Regions from separate parts of the Mus musculus genome. Here region 2 is linked to region 1. A link is a contact called in public promoter capture Hi-C data. All regions are on one chromosome and are shown on one strand. The core of a region is the stretch at or near the end of the contact, and the rest is flanking DNA. Distances in the headings are between cores, read along the strand shown.

Region 1 (6,579 bases), core at 1,985-4,484:
TTATGCCTGGCACATGAGAGAAACCTAAACCATGCTTCACATTATTCATTGAGTGGGCTTCTCTAAGCAGGTTCAGGGACGGTTACATTCCACTCTGAGCTGCCTTCAACTGAGAGGAGGCGAAACTGCTACGCAGAACATCTTGCTTATAGTCAGAGACTCCATGCTGCCAAGTAGCTAATTCTATCCCCTTTTTACTGTGGGCCATTTTTAGTATGGTTTTCATAATATTTAGGTACCCAATGTATTTGCTGCTGACTCCCAAGTGTTGGACAATCGCCCTGATTTACTATATTATGATACAGTCTTTGCTTTGCTTTCTCTGGCACTGTGTCTACTGTACACTGCGTGTGTGCGCTGCACACTGTGTGCCACACATGCCTGGAGACCAGAACAAGATGCTGAGCCTGCTGAGGTTCTCTGCAAGAGCAGAGCAAACTATTTATTTATTTATTTATTTATTTATTTATTTATTTATTTATTTATTTAATGTATATGAGTACACTGTTGCTGTCTTCAGACACACCAGAAGAGGGCATCAGATCCCATTACAGATGGTTGTGAGCCACCATGTGGTTGCTGGGATTTGAACTCAGGACCTCTGGAAGAGCAGTCAGTGTTCTTAACCACTGAGCCATCTCTCCAGCCCCAGAGCAAGCTCTTAAACACCACACCGTCTTACAGATCCCAATATTTTATCTCCTGTCTAAGACAATGATCACACTAATTACATTGCTGCATCAGGCACTTCTCTGTTGCTGTGTTAGCTCACCATGACCAAGGCAACTTACAGAGAGAAGAGTTCATGTTGGCTTACTGTTCCAGAAAAGGAGTCCATAATTTCAGGGAGAGGGATGAGCTGGTTGCTAAAGCAGGAAGTTGAGAGACACACAGGAAGTCTAGGGTGCCAACCAGAAGCAAAGCTAGGCTATAAACTCTCCAAGGCCATCCTCCAGTGACATACTTCCTCCAGAAAGGCTTCACTTCCTGAATATTTCTTAGCTTCCTAAACAGTACCACCAACTTAGGACCAAATGTTATTCAAATATCTGAATCCTGTGAAGGACATTTCTCACTCAAACCACCACAGTGTACACACACACAACACACTCAAACTACCACAGTGTATACACACACAACACACTCAAACCACCACAGTGTACACACACACAACACACTCAAACCACCACAGTGCACACACACACAACACACTCAAACCACCACAGTGCACACACACACAACACACTCAAACCACCACAGTGTATACACACACAACATATGAAAATTATTCTGGGCATTTGTCTCAGGAAAATGAAAATTGATGCTTACATAAAACCTATATACAAATCTTTACAATAATTTTACTTCTGACGACCGAAATTTGGAAGACAACTCACAATTCCTTCAAAAGATGAGTGATTAAACAAATAATCCATCCATGCATCGAATATTATTCAACAATGAAAAGGAGTAAATTACACACACACACACACACACACACACACACATATATATATATACAACAACTTTGATGAATCTCAATGAATTGGTAGCAAATGAAAAGTCAGTCTTGAGATGTATGGTCCCACTCACTACAACATCCTTGAAATGACCGCATTCAGAGATGGAAACGTATTAGTGGTCTAAGATGGTGGCCAGGCTTTGAGAGAGTAAGTAGCAAGATTGGTCTTCACGTGGACTTGGGATGTATCTTGACTGATGATGCTGACATGAACACATACACGTTATGAGCTTGCACACATACAAGCATGTAAGACTTAATGGATGCATAGAAGCCTGCTAGATTTTTTTACCAATGCACATTTCCTGGTGATAAGATTTGTGCTATAACTACAGGATGTTGCTTTCAAGGAGCCTGGACAAAGGGCATACATACTCTTTCTATATTATGTCTTATAACTATTTGGGAATTCCCAGTGATCCCAAAGGAGGAGTCTGGCAAGTGCTCGCAAGCTGGAGCTGTTTTAGGACTTAGAAAGGAAAACTGTACATACAATGCTCATCTTTGGCAAGCTTTCTGGGACTGTGTGAATCATCAGTGTCATCTTAGAGTCTGGAGGTAACCCCGGCGTGTGGTTTTTATAATTGGAGATCACACCATGAAGATGTACCCACCTAGATCCTGTCCTTTCAATTTGGAGTTAGCAGCCTTATTAATTTTTTCCCTCATTGGTGTCCATGAGCTGCACTAATGACTTCAGTAAATGTTTCTACTACTTAAGAGATTTTCTGTGAGACATTGAATGCTGTATTATGGGTGCTCTCTATAAATACTGCTTAAAATTAGATGGCAAAGGCTCCCAATTCACATCCTGCCAACTGTCTTACCACACTTTTCCCCCCCTTGCCTGTTTGCCTGCCATGCTATCCTCTATAATGAGTGAGTTACAGTAATTGTAGCTGGAAAAATCATCATGCAAAGTGGGGGGGGGGGGGGGCGGGGCGGGGCGGGGCGGGGACGGCTCAAAACCTGCCTTATTTTTAAATGAGTAAAGCTTCTGTCGGTTTTTTTTTTTTTTTTTTTTTTGGCCGCGTTTCAGCCTCACAGCGAAGTGAAAGAGCCAAAAGAGGCAGTGGGGTAACTGGCACGTGGGGGGTGGGGTGGGGGTAGGGTCGTGGCAGCATCAATTAACCGGATTTCATTTTCCCTTAATAAAGAAATTCGGTTTTTCCACAGCTAACTGTATAATCAATTTGCTGCCCCGCTGCTTTGCTAACTGGCTGTTGGCGCCACTTCAATACTATTGAGCCTAGCCTGTGGCCAGAGCTCGAGGAGGAGCCAGCGGCAGGGAGGAGGAACTCTCTGCCGGACTCGGACAGACTCAGACTCGGCCGGCCGAGTTGACTCCTTCCTGCAATTTCTCTGCGCTTTGTTTGCTCCCATCTTTCTTTCCTTGTTATTTTGACGCATGATCTCATGTAGCCCAGGCTGGTCTCACTAGTAGTGGAGATTACACGCAGGGATCACAACATCTGCTTTATGCAGAGCTGGGGACTGAACCCAGGGTTTTATGCGTGCTACACAAGTACTCTACCGGTTGAGCTAAATCCTGGGGCCTGAACTCTTTAGTTCCCCCTCCCCCATTTCCCCCCTTCTCTCTCCTCTTCTTTCTATCTACGTATTTCTTTTGAAATTGCCTGCGTATGTTTGTGCGAGCGCGGGGGTGGGGTGAGGTGGAGTGGGGCGTACGACAGGGGGTGGGGAAGTTCGCGCCTGCCAAGACATGGGTGTGGAGGTCAGGCAGATTGCTTGCTGCAGTCTGCTCTCTCCACTGCGTGGATCCCCAATGATTGAACTCAGATCATCAAGCTTGCTGGTGGCAAATGTCCTTTCCCCCTTAGTCATCTCATTGGCTGTCTGTCTTTTCTCTGTAGGGAGCAAGAGCTGGCTGAGATGCCCACTGCTTGCCTTAACCCCTTGAGCTCACGTGATCTTGCTGCCTCAGCCTCCTGAACAGCGGAAATGACAGGCAAACACAGTGGCTCTTTCATTCCAGTCGTAGAGAATAACTAATTTTACTTATGATCATTAGTGTGTTCGCTGGTACTTTTATGTCACCTTAGTAACTCTGATGCATCTGTGCCCTGCTGTAGGCCAGAGGACTTGGTTCCCTCCTCTATTGTTTGAAGCAGGGTCTCTCTTGTTTCTAAGGTTCTGTTTACTCAGCTCGCTGACCTGTGAGCTTCTAGGTGATTCCTCTGTCTTCACTTCGTGCCTCCTTGTGGGTGTTTGAGGACTACAGATGTGCACCACCACCTCTGGATTTTTTATGTGGGTTCTGGGGAATCTAACTGAGGTCAACGGACTTTAGTGTGCAAGGCTTTACCCACTGAGCCATCTTCTTGATGCTCCACGCGTCCCCATCCCTCTGGTATAACAGCTGACTCTGGTATAACAGCTGACATGGTATTAGAGCTGCCTTAATCACGTTCTGATGTCTGGTTGACAAGTTTAAAGTCTTCCATTTACTGTGGCTTTGGAGCACTCTGGAAGGATTTTAGTTTTATGGTATTATCTAACTATGTAGGAATTTAGAGTGTTGAGGAAAAAAAAAAAAAAAAAAAAACCCGTGTTTCCAATACAGTTGTTTCTGTGAGTGAAGCAGCTGAGTCTGTAGCAAATGCTCTTTGCAATCAGCACTTTCAAGTTATCCTTCTGTCGGCTTGGAGAGAGTGCAGAAAAACCACATTCTCTCCTAACTGCTGATTGTGTTCTTGCAGCCTGTCCCAGGCCTGCAAATTATACCCTGTACGACGGATCGGATCGCTCACTAACTCACTTGTAGTTCCACATTTTTCTCTCTAGCTTGCTGGATTACAAGACACAAGTTAAACTACAAGATAAACAAATATTATCTTTAGTCACAGAATCACCAGACAAAAAGCCCCTCAGAGCAAGCTGGCTCCACCCTCCTTGTGGCTATTTCTGCTCCTTATTCTGAAGGCTGCACTTCAGTTTAAGGACCGTGGACTTGGAAGGCCTGAGGAAAGCTTGAGTCAAGATGGCCAGGACAACATCTGTCTCTGTGCTGGGACCCTAAAAGCTCCCCTGATAGCTTTGTCATCTTTAGTCCCTCGAGTAGCAGGCCTCTGAGGATCACACACCTTGAGAGGTCATGGTGTAGACATGCACACTGAGCCTTCTAGCCTCAGCTGTGGATCCTTCCTGTAGTTCTCGGAGTCATTTTTCTGACATTCATACCTCTAACTGTAAAGTTGGCGCTCCATGTCTCTGTGCCCTCATCCCTCAGTGATAACTATATCACAGTTTGGAATGAATCCCCTCCAAACCTATTACAGTTTCCCACTTCCCCCTACCTGACTTTTCTTAGAGGATCCCTAAGATGGATTCTAGCGAGCTGAGATATTTGTCTAGTTCTCTTGTATTTCCATCTGGTGTGGGGCTTCTTTTCTTATGAGTTATACTCAAAGGGGTAATAAGACCTGGAGAGGTAAGAACACATGTCCCATTGACTGTGACCTGTGTTTCTCTGGAATCCCCAGGGTCAGTGTTCACCCTAGGCCATGTCTGCAATGGAACACAGCATTCTTTTTTTCCCCATGAACATACCCCATCTGTTGAATAGCCCTTCACTTTCCAATGAGATCTCCCTAAATAGACTTAATTAACAATTCATTCAATTGCCTTGAAATCAGAAATTCAAGCACACTAGAGGACTCTATCTCTGATCATAGGAAAACAAACATACAAGACAATCATGACTAAATTTCTGATTGGACATCATTAAGAATTGATTAAGAGTGGTGTTGTCACTTGATAAACACATTCTAACAAAGACTGTGTAGCTCTACAAATTCTTGGTCTGTCGTTTGTCCTCAAGACACAGAGCAGAGTCATAGCTCAGGTCTCATCAAACCATCTACCAGATGTCTAGATTGAGGGGGAAAGCATCTTGGAGACACTTGTCCGATGACCTTCAGACAAGCCACAACAAGCCCAGACAATCATTTCAAAGAAAAAAGAAAAAAAAAAAACTTTTCCAAAAAAATCCTGTAGGGAGCTCCCAATGTAGGCAGCACAGAGATCATGTCAATGCCTATGACAGTGGCCACGCCTCCTGTGTCCCTGCAGAGAGCCATCCAAGAGATGCTCAGTCCTTCCGAATCCACCAAACACTGCACAAGCCTCTGTGAGCCTGAAGGCTTCGGGCTCTGCTCCCGAGGCAGAGTCAGTTACAGCTTTACTTTCTTGCCCTGTTTGAACAAGATGCCACTGAGGCCTGAGCCTTTGTTCTTAACCTAGAACCACAGACTTCTAATACAATTCCTTGGCAAGCAGAATCTCAAAGAATCACCCTCCCTCCCTCCCTCCCTCCCTCCCTCCCTCCCTCCCTCCCTCCCTTCCTTCCTTCCTTCCTTCCTTCCTTCTATCCATTCATCCTTCCTTCTCTTCTTCTCTTCCTTTCTTCCTTCCTTCCTCCCTTTCTTTCTTTCTTTCTTTCTTTCTTTCTTTCTTTCTTTCTTTCTTTCTTCCTTTCTTTCCCACATTTTTATTAGATATTTTCTTCGTTTACATTTCAAATACTATCCCAAAAGTCCCCTATACACCCCCCTCCCCGCCCTGCTCCCCTACCTACTCACTCCCACTTCTTGGTCCTGGTGTTCCCCTGTACTGGGGCATATAAAGTTTGCTAGACCAAGGGGGGCCTCTCTTCCCAATGATGGCCGACTAGGCCATCTTCTGATGCATATGCAGCTAGAGACATGAGCTCTGGGGGTACTGGTTAGTTCATATTGTTGTTCCACCTATAGGGTTGCAGACCCCTTCAGCTCCTTGGGTACTTTCTCTAGCTCCTCCATTGGGGGCCCTGTGTTCCATCCAATAGATGACTGTGAACATCCACTTCTGTGTTTGCCAGGCACTGGCAAAGCCTCACAAGAGACAGTTATATTAGGGTCCTTTCAGCAAAATCTTGCTGGCCAATGCAATAGTGTCTGCGTTTGGTGGCTGATTATGGGATGGATCCCCGGGTGGGGCAGTCTCTAGACGGTCCATCCTTTCATCTTAGCTCCAAACTTTGTCTCTGCAACTCTTTC
Region 2 (6,579 bases), core at 1,288-3,787, 160 kb after region 1:
TTATTTACCACAAAGCCTCTAATATTTCCTCAGTATTCGTCCACAAAAGGCTTAGTAGTTCCACAAAATACCATCCTCGCTCTTATTTCAGCACACAGGCACGCTGTACTTCTAAGTTAGACTGAGATTAAGTAGCAATTATTTTCAAAGTCACACACCAAAGCCCACGCTGTCAGTTTCTCCTGCCCCTGAACGACGAGCGTGCGTCGTTACCATATGGTCAAGGAGAATAAGTGACCTGCACGAGCTGCTCTGCTCGGCTCACCATTTTAACAGCACACCTTTCTGGAGTGATTTAAAAGCTTCTAGTTAGCATTAAAGCATCCACTTACTGTCAGAAACCTTTAATCCGGCACACAGAAGGCAGAGGCAGGTGGTTCTTGTGAGTTTGAGGCCAACCTGGTCTACATTAATAAATTTCAGGATAGCCAGGACAACACAAAAAGTCTCTACCTCCAAAAAAAAAAAAAAAAAAAGTCACTAATGTAATAGTGACCATCCTAGAAAAATAGGGCAGAAGTTTATATAAAAACTGAGGTTGTGGCATTTCTAAGTGTCCAGACTTCTGCTGTCAATTTTCCTTCCCTTACAGCCTGTGAGTATGCTCAGCAGATCAGCACACCTCTGAAGGCAGGGGCTGTCAGGATGAGAAGCGGAGGTGAGCAGTGGTCTTCAGAGCTAGAATTCACTATGTAGTTGCCACTGGATTTGAATTCACAACTCTCCTGCATATGGTGACAAATGCCTACTGGCCACGTCCATGAGGTACCTTTAATACTATAGCAAGAAAACAGTTTTCACAAATTCAGAGATTACAAACATACATTGTGTATGTTGCTTATAACTGAACCCAGAGCCATACTTCTGAGCCACGCAGAAGCAATAGAGCACCAAGCACTAAAGACTCGAGGTACAGGTCAGCCATAAAACTCCTAGATTCACGCTACAACCAATAATCAAAGCAAGCATTTACTACAGGGCCACAATCAAACCCTAGATATGTAAATACCACCCACTCATATAATACTGTCAAACTTCTCTAAGCCGAATTACCTGATTCCTCAAACGGCAGCTGTGAGGCCTGTACAAGCGATGTAAGGGAGGATGAACAGCGTATCTGAGTTGGGTTATCTAGTAAGCGTTCTGACTAGTTCTATTTGCCCTTCACCCTGCAACCCTCCTTAGTTAAGTGGCTACAACCATCTGTGACACTATCAAGAACAAGAAGTACTTACATGTAGATTCAGAAAAGACTTTTGGAAGAGAAAAAACATCATATAACATAGAAAATTATCTAATGACACCAAATTGGCTCCATGGAAAACAAAAAACAAAATCGTAATCACTTTTCATCACTGGCTGTCTCATTTCATTAGTTCCTTGCTTTCAACTCAAACCTTTAAAGCTCGATTCTTCACAGCGGAAAAAGACTAGTAAAAATGGATGACAAAATATTTATCCTCACTAGGTTACATGCCAGGGAGAGAGGAGACAAAATGGTAATCATCAATATATCAATATATTTAATGAGACTCAGTGGCTTACAGATAAAAAAAAAAAAAATGGAAGGGGGAGGGGAGTGGGCGGAAGTACTGAGGAAGGTGGAAAAAAAAAAAAAACCCGTAGGATGTTACAGGTTCACCTTGCAAACTTTATTACCCACATTCAACAGCTGTTAAATAAGTCATCAAAATACTCAGATCTGTGGGAAGAGAATTTACACACTCCTGACAGTCTCATCGCCTCTGCTTCAAGAAAGGAAATCGCTCAACTCCTCAACACAGCTGTTGCGAGCCTCGCATCGGGATCAGACCCGATGCTCCGGGAACCCAGAGTCCAGAGCCCAGGCGGAAAGTTGGACGAGCGGCCGTCGGCGGGCAGGGGGCCACCGGGTTCGAACACCCGGTCCTCGCCCTCCGCGCAGGCAGCGGCCGAGGCCGTGGGTCGGGGTCGAGCAGGGGTCCCTGTTAGTCATCCGGCCCCGCTGCCCCGGCCCCGGGTCCGCCCATCGCGCAGGGCCAGCACGGCCGCGCCCGCCACCCCCGCCGGCCCCTCGCCGGCTGCCACGTAACCCTTCGCGGGAAGCAGGAACTGCGCGGCGCGGGAGGGGGCGGCGGGCCGGACCGGGCCAGGGCTGCAGGGCCGCGGGGGGCTGCGCAGCTCCGGCCGGGTACGCTAGGGTCGGCGGGCCTGGCCAGGGGTCCGGGGTCCGGGAAGGAGGGCTCACCTCGAACATAAGCCCCAGCAGGAAAAGCATCGCCAGGCAGGAGACGATGTCCGCGTGATTCTGCAGCAAGAATTCGTGGCTCAGCAGCGGCGGGTTCTTGTTGCTCTTCTTGCGAATCGCCATGGTGGAGCCGCCGCCTGTGCCTGCAGGTGCTTCCTCCGCCCCGCTCCGAGCTCTCGGCTGCTCACCGCCGCGCCGCCGCCTCCCGCTGGCTGCTCCGCACAGCCCCGCCGCAGCCGCTCGCTGGGGCTTCACTTCCCATCCCACAGCCAGTACGCAGCCGCCGGGGCGGCCCGAGAAAAAAAAAAAAAAAAAAAAAAAAAAAAAAAAAAAAAAAAAGGCCAGCCTGCAGCGGTGGCGAGCATGCGCACCAGGAAGAAACCGCGCGCTCGCGCCGTGGCCGCACCTGGTGGCCCACAGCGCCCCCTGTGGGCTGGAGGTCGCGGAACGCGAGTGGCGCGCGGAGGTTTCGCGCTGGGAGTTGGGAGTCGTTTGGGGCGCGAGCTTCCTGGGAATGGTTCATACCTTCGCGTGCTGCTGCAGCATGCACGGCTGCTGGGTGCCTTCGCGCCCTCCCGACCCACCCTGGCCTTGGTGCTACCACGTTCCACACTTGTTGGCCACTTGTGTAAGCGATAGCCACCGTCTAGAAAATTTGGAAAAACGAAGTAGCCTGCTTGTTCAAGGGCTTTTCGCGAGTTTGAGCCTTCCAACGTTGCTGTGGATGAGCTAGTGGTTGACTCCTGTAGTCCCATTGTTTGGGACGCTGAGGCAGGAGAAGTGCTCTGAGTTTAATACCATCCAGGGCTACATAGAAGCATCTTGTTTCTAAGTCAAAAATCAAAAACCAAAACCAAACCAAACCAAAAATCCCCTAAGTGTTAAACGCTTGCTTACCTCAGAGTTAAGCTCTTTTCTGTCCTGTCCAACTCCCCGGTCCCCACTGGAAGTTTAGATTTACTTGTTACATGGTATTAACACTACTTAGGAATCCCAAGAAATCGTGAAAAGGGATCCCTTGCCAAATCCTCCACTCTCCTACTTCTGTTTAACCCGGGGTATTTATTTTTTTCTGAAAAAGTGCACTACTTGCCCAGTCCAGAAGCTAAAATCCTAGGTTGCATCTTTTTATTAGCCTTTTGACATCTAATATAGCACCAAATCCAGGCAATTCAGTCTCTTTCCCTATTCCCACCGCTATAGTATAGCCAGGAGGGGGCCTGGCCTGGAATATTACATTTCCAGTGTAATCATGGTAGTTTAAAAAGGTGGTTACTGCCGGCAGTGGTCACACGGGCCTTTAATCCCAGTACTTGGGAGGCATAGGCAGGCGGATTTCTGAGTTCGAGGCCCGCCTGGTTTATAGAGTGAGTTCCAGGATAACCAGGACTACACAAAGAAACCCTGTTTTGAAAAATCAAAAAAAAAAAAGTGGTTATTGCGTCAATTTATTATTATGCTCAACTTATTGCCTGTGTTTCTACAGACAAGTTACTTCTATGAGGCTCAATTCCCTTACTTATGTATCCATTGGCTCAACAAGTAAGGATAGAGAGTTGACCTAGTAGAAACTTCACTGGGGATTCAGAACATAAGGGAAATGTCAAATTAACTGATCATTATGGGCTTACATTCTCATGCTGGAGAGAGAATCTTTTTAAAATATTTTAAAAGTGCAATGTGTTAAGTGGAGCTGAAGCACCAGGAGGAGAAGCTTAGGACAGCTGACGAGGAAGCAAAGCCAGTAGGTTTCATTTGTTGGGAGGGTGATGGCGTCCACCTCAATTATCCAAGGGGCTTCTTCAAGGCTCAAGAGAGCGGGGCACTAGACTTAGCTATTATTTTCCTTTCTGGTTAACATTGTGTTTTACTTAGTTCCAGGTCAGTTCCCACTTGCTCCCCATCTAGAATGTTCTTTGTGAAAGCACTGTTCTTTCCTGTTTTCTCCTTTTCTTTCATGGAAAACTATCCTTTCATGATCTGGTCCTGCTTGCCCAAAACAGGCTTGGTCTTGTCCTTCAGTCTCCCCCACTCCTGACTCTGATTTGCATTGCGGAAGACTAAGAAGCTATGGCATGCTTTCCCAAACTCCTTTCTGCCTTTGTGTCATTTTTTGTCTTTGTCTGGAACATTTTCTTGTCTTCTCTACCTAGCAGAGTTTGTGGTTCCTTCAAGTCTTCACAGATACCAAGGCTGACCAAACCAACCTGATCTTATGATCACACTATATTCTAACAGAGCTTGGATATAAAAATTATAGAGTTCACTAATTTAAGGTGTATGTTCCTATTGGCTATCATGTATTTACAGAGTTGCACAATTGTTAACACAACCTTAGTATGTGTATATTTAATCCCCAAAAGAAACCTTGTACAGATTACCTGTACAGTGTTACTGTTCTGATGTTAAATGTTCCCCAAAACTGTGTATTAAAGCTTCATCCAGGGCTGATGGGCTATTGTGAGGTAATAGAAGCTCTGGGCAGTGAGGTCATGCGGGAAGTACGTCCTTGGGGGCTTCCTACTTTTGTTGCTTTTTTTTTTTTTTTTTTTTTTTTTTTTGTATTTTAGATTGGGTCTTACTCTTTTAACTCAAATTGGTCTCAAACTCTATAGGGTCCTGCGACTTCAAACTCACTGCAGTTTTCTTGGCTCATCCTCCCGAATGTTGAGATGATAGCTCTGAACCACTAAGCCTGGCTGGGCTGGGAGTATGGCGGCTGCCTTTCCTACATCCTTGACTTCCTTTGCCTCCAGGACTCTCTCTCTCTCTCTGTCTCTCTCTTTCTCTCTGTCTCTCTCTCTGTCTCTCTCTCTCTGTCTCTGTTTCTCTCTGTCTCTGTTTCTCTGTCTCTGTTTCTCTCTCTCTCTCTCTCTCTCTCTCTCTCTCTCTCTCTCTCTCTCTCTCTCTCTCTCCTTCCCTCCCTCCATCTCTCTCTCCTGGATAGGCAGCTGCTTTATTCCCTCCCATCCCTGGTGGTGGTCACCATGAGGTGGCCATGATGAGTGGGGCCAAGCAACCACAGACTAGAACCCCTGCAAATGTCATCAAGAATGAAAGGAAATATATTCCTTTATGTTGTCTCTACCAGATATTTATTTGCCACAATGACAGAAAGCTGATGAACCTACCCATTTTTTTTATGAAGTGGCAATGCTGTATTCTGGCTGAAAATCTGTCTTCTGGAGGACTAGACCAGTGTTCTTTGCATTGCTTCTCCTGTGAGCTGGTGCTATATTGTCAAGTTTTCTTTTTAGATCAGCTCTTTCTTATGGGGCTCTGGGTGTACTTTTGCTCACAGACATTTATCTGCCTGCTTCTGTCTCCTGACTGCTGGGATTAGAGGAATGTGCCACCGCATTCGACCTTTAAGATTTAATTGAAATTTATTGAAACAGCCAGTTTCATTGAAAAAGACTTTCCATAGACTAGAATGAAACTCTGACAAATTTTACCAAAGAGCCAAATATCAAAAATTACTTGAAATATATGCTTCAGATATACTAATCTTGAGCATGTGTAAGGGGGACTTTGTAATGCATCAATCAAGTCTTGCGTACGAGTCTGTGAGCAAGATTTTTCTTCTTAGAGTTCATACCTGGAATAGAAGAACATAAGCAAGTGTGTGACTTCTCTTGTTATGTCATGCAATGCATGGTCAAAGCAGTGTAAGGAAAGGGGCTTATTGTGGTTCCTGGCTTAGAGGATGTAGTCTGTCATGGTGAGGAAGTCGTGTGAGCAGTCAGGAAGCAGAGAGATGCCTTGCCAGTTGGTTGTGGTTTGCATGAGAAATGCCCCTCCACCCCCACCCCCCTAGTGTCAGGCATTTGGTCCTTGGTTGCTGGCATTGTTTGGATTGGTTTAGGAGATATGCGTTGCTGGAAGAAGTGTGTCAGGGAACAGGCTTTGAGATTGTACAGTCATCTCTCTCTCTCTCTCTCTCTCTCTCTCTCTCTCTCTCTCTCTCTGTTTTGCATTTATGGCTGAGATGTGGTTTCTCTACTTCCTGTTCTTGCCACCATGCCTGCTGCTTGTTGTCTTGTCTCCCTGCAGTGATGGACTCTTAGCCCTCTGGAACCATAGTCAAAATAGACTCATCTTTTTGTAAGTTGCCTTGGTCATGGTGCTTTATCAGAGCAACAGGAAGTAAGTAAAACAGCGCTCTCTCTCTCTCTCCCTCTCTCTCTCTCTGCCTCTCTCTCTCTGTCTCTGTCTTTCTCTGTCTCTGTCTCTCTCTCTCTCTCTCTCTCTCTCTACTCTGAGACTCTAGCCGGTAGGATGGTTCCATCTACATTCAAGGCAAATCTTCCCTTCTTAGTTAAAATCTCTGGAAATGCTCTCAAAAACAAACT

The links. Promoter capture Hi-C pulls out the DNA fragments that hold promoters and counts their contacts.
Region 2: a contact with region 1 is called in a promoter capture Hi-C map of pre-B cells, with 3 times the contacts expected there. The contact joins the promoter of Tram1 here to the enhancer-like site in region 1. A contact is called at or near these places in 1 of 39 promoter capture datasets (pre-B cells), 10 of 484 Hi-C or Micro-C datasets (CD4 T cells, Sertoli cells, Th1 cells and 7 more), 4 of 115 datasets of contacts at active chromatin or transcription factors (effector CD8 T cells, embryonic limb bud, microglia and 1 more) and 3 of 9 other capture datasets (adipose tissue, liver and pancreatic islet).

What each region holds. Positions count from the first base shown.
Region 1 is chr1:13,423,792-13,430,370 of GRCm38.p6, forward strand. No RefSeq gene overlaps it. Among named protein-coding and RNA genes, the nearest start is that of Gm39595, 4.7 kb to the left of the region's middle. Within about 2 kb of position 3,235, at least 280 of the 459 cell types and tissues checked have an H3K27ac peak or open chromatin away from gene starts, as enhancers often do. A contact at or near this core is called in Sertoli cells, Th1 cells, adipose tissue and 12 more, where this site is marked.
Region 2 is chr1:13,587,373-13,593,951 of GRCm38.p6, forward strand. It overlaps Tram1 (translocating chain-associating membrane protein 1), which reads right to left and starts at 2,538. Exons shown (of 11, transcript NM_028173.5): 1 at 2,228-2,538. The coding sequence starts at 2,350.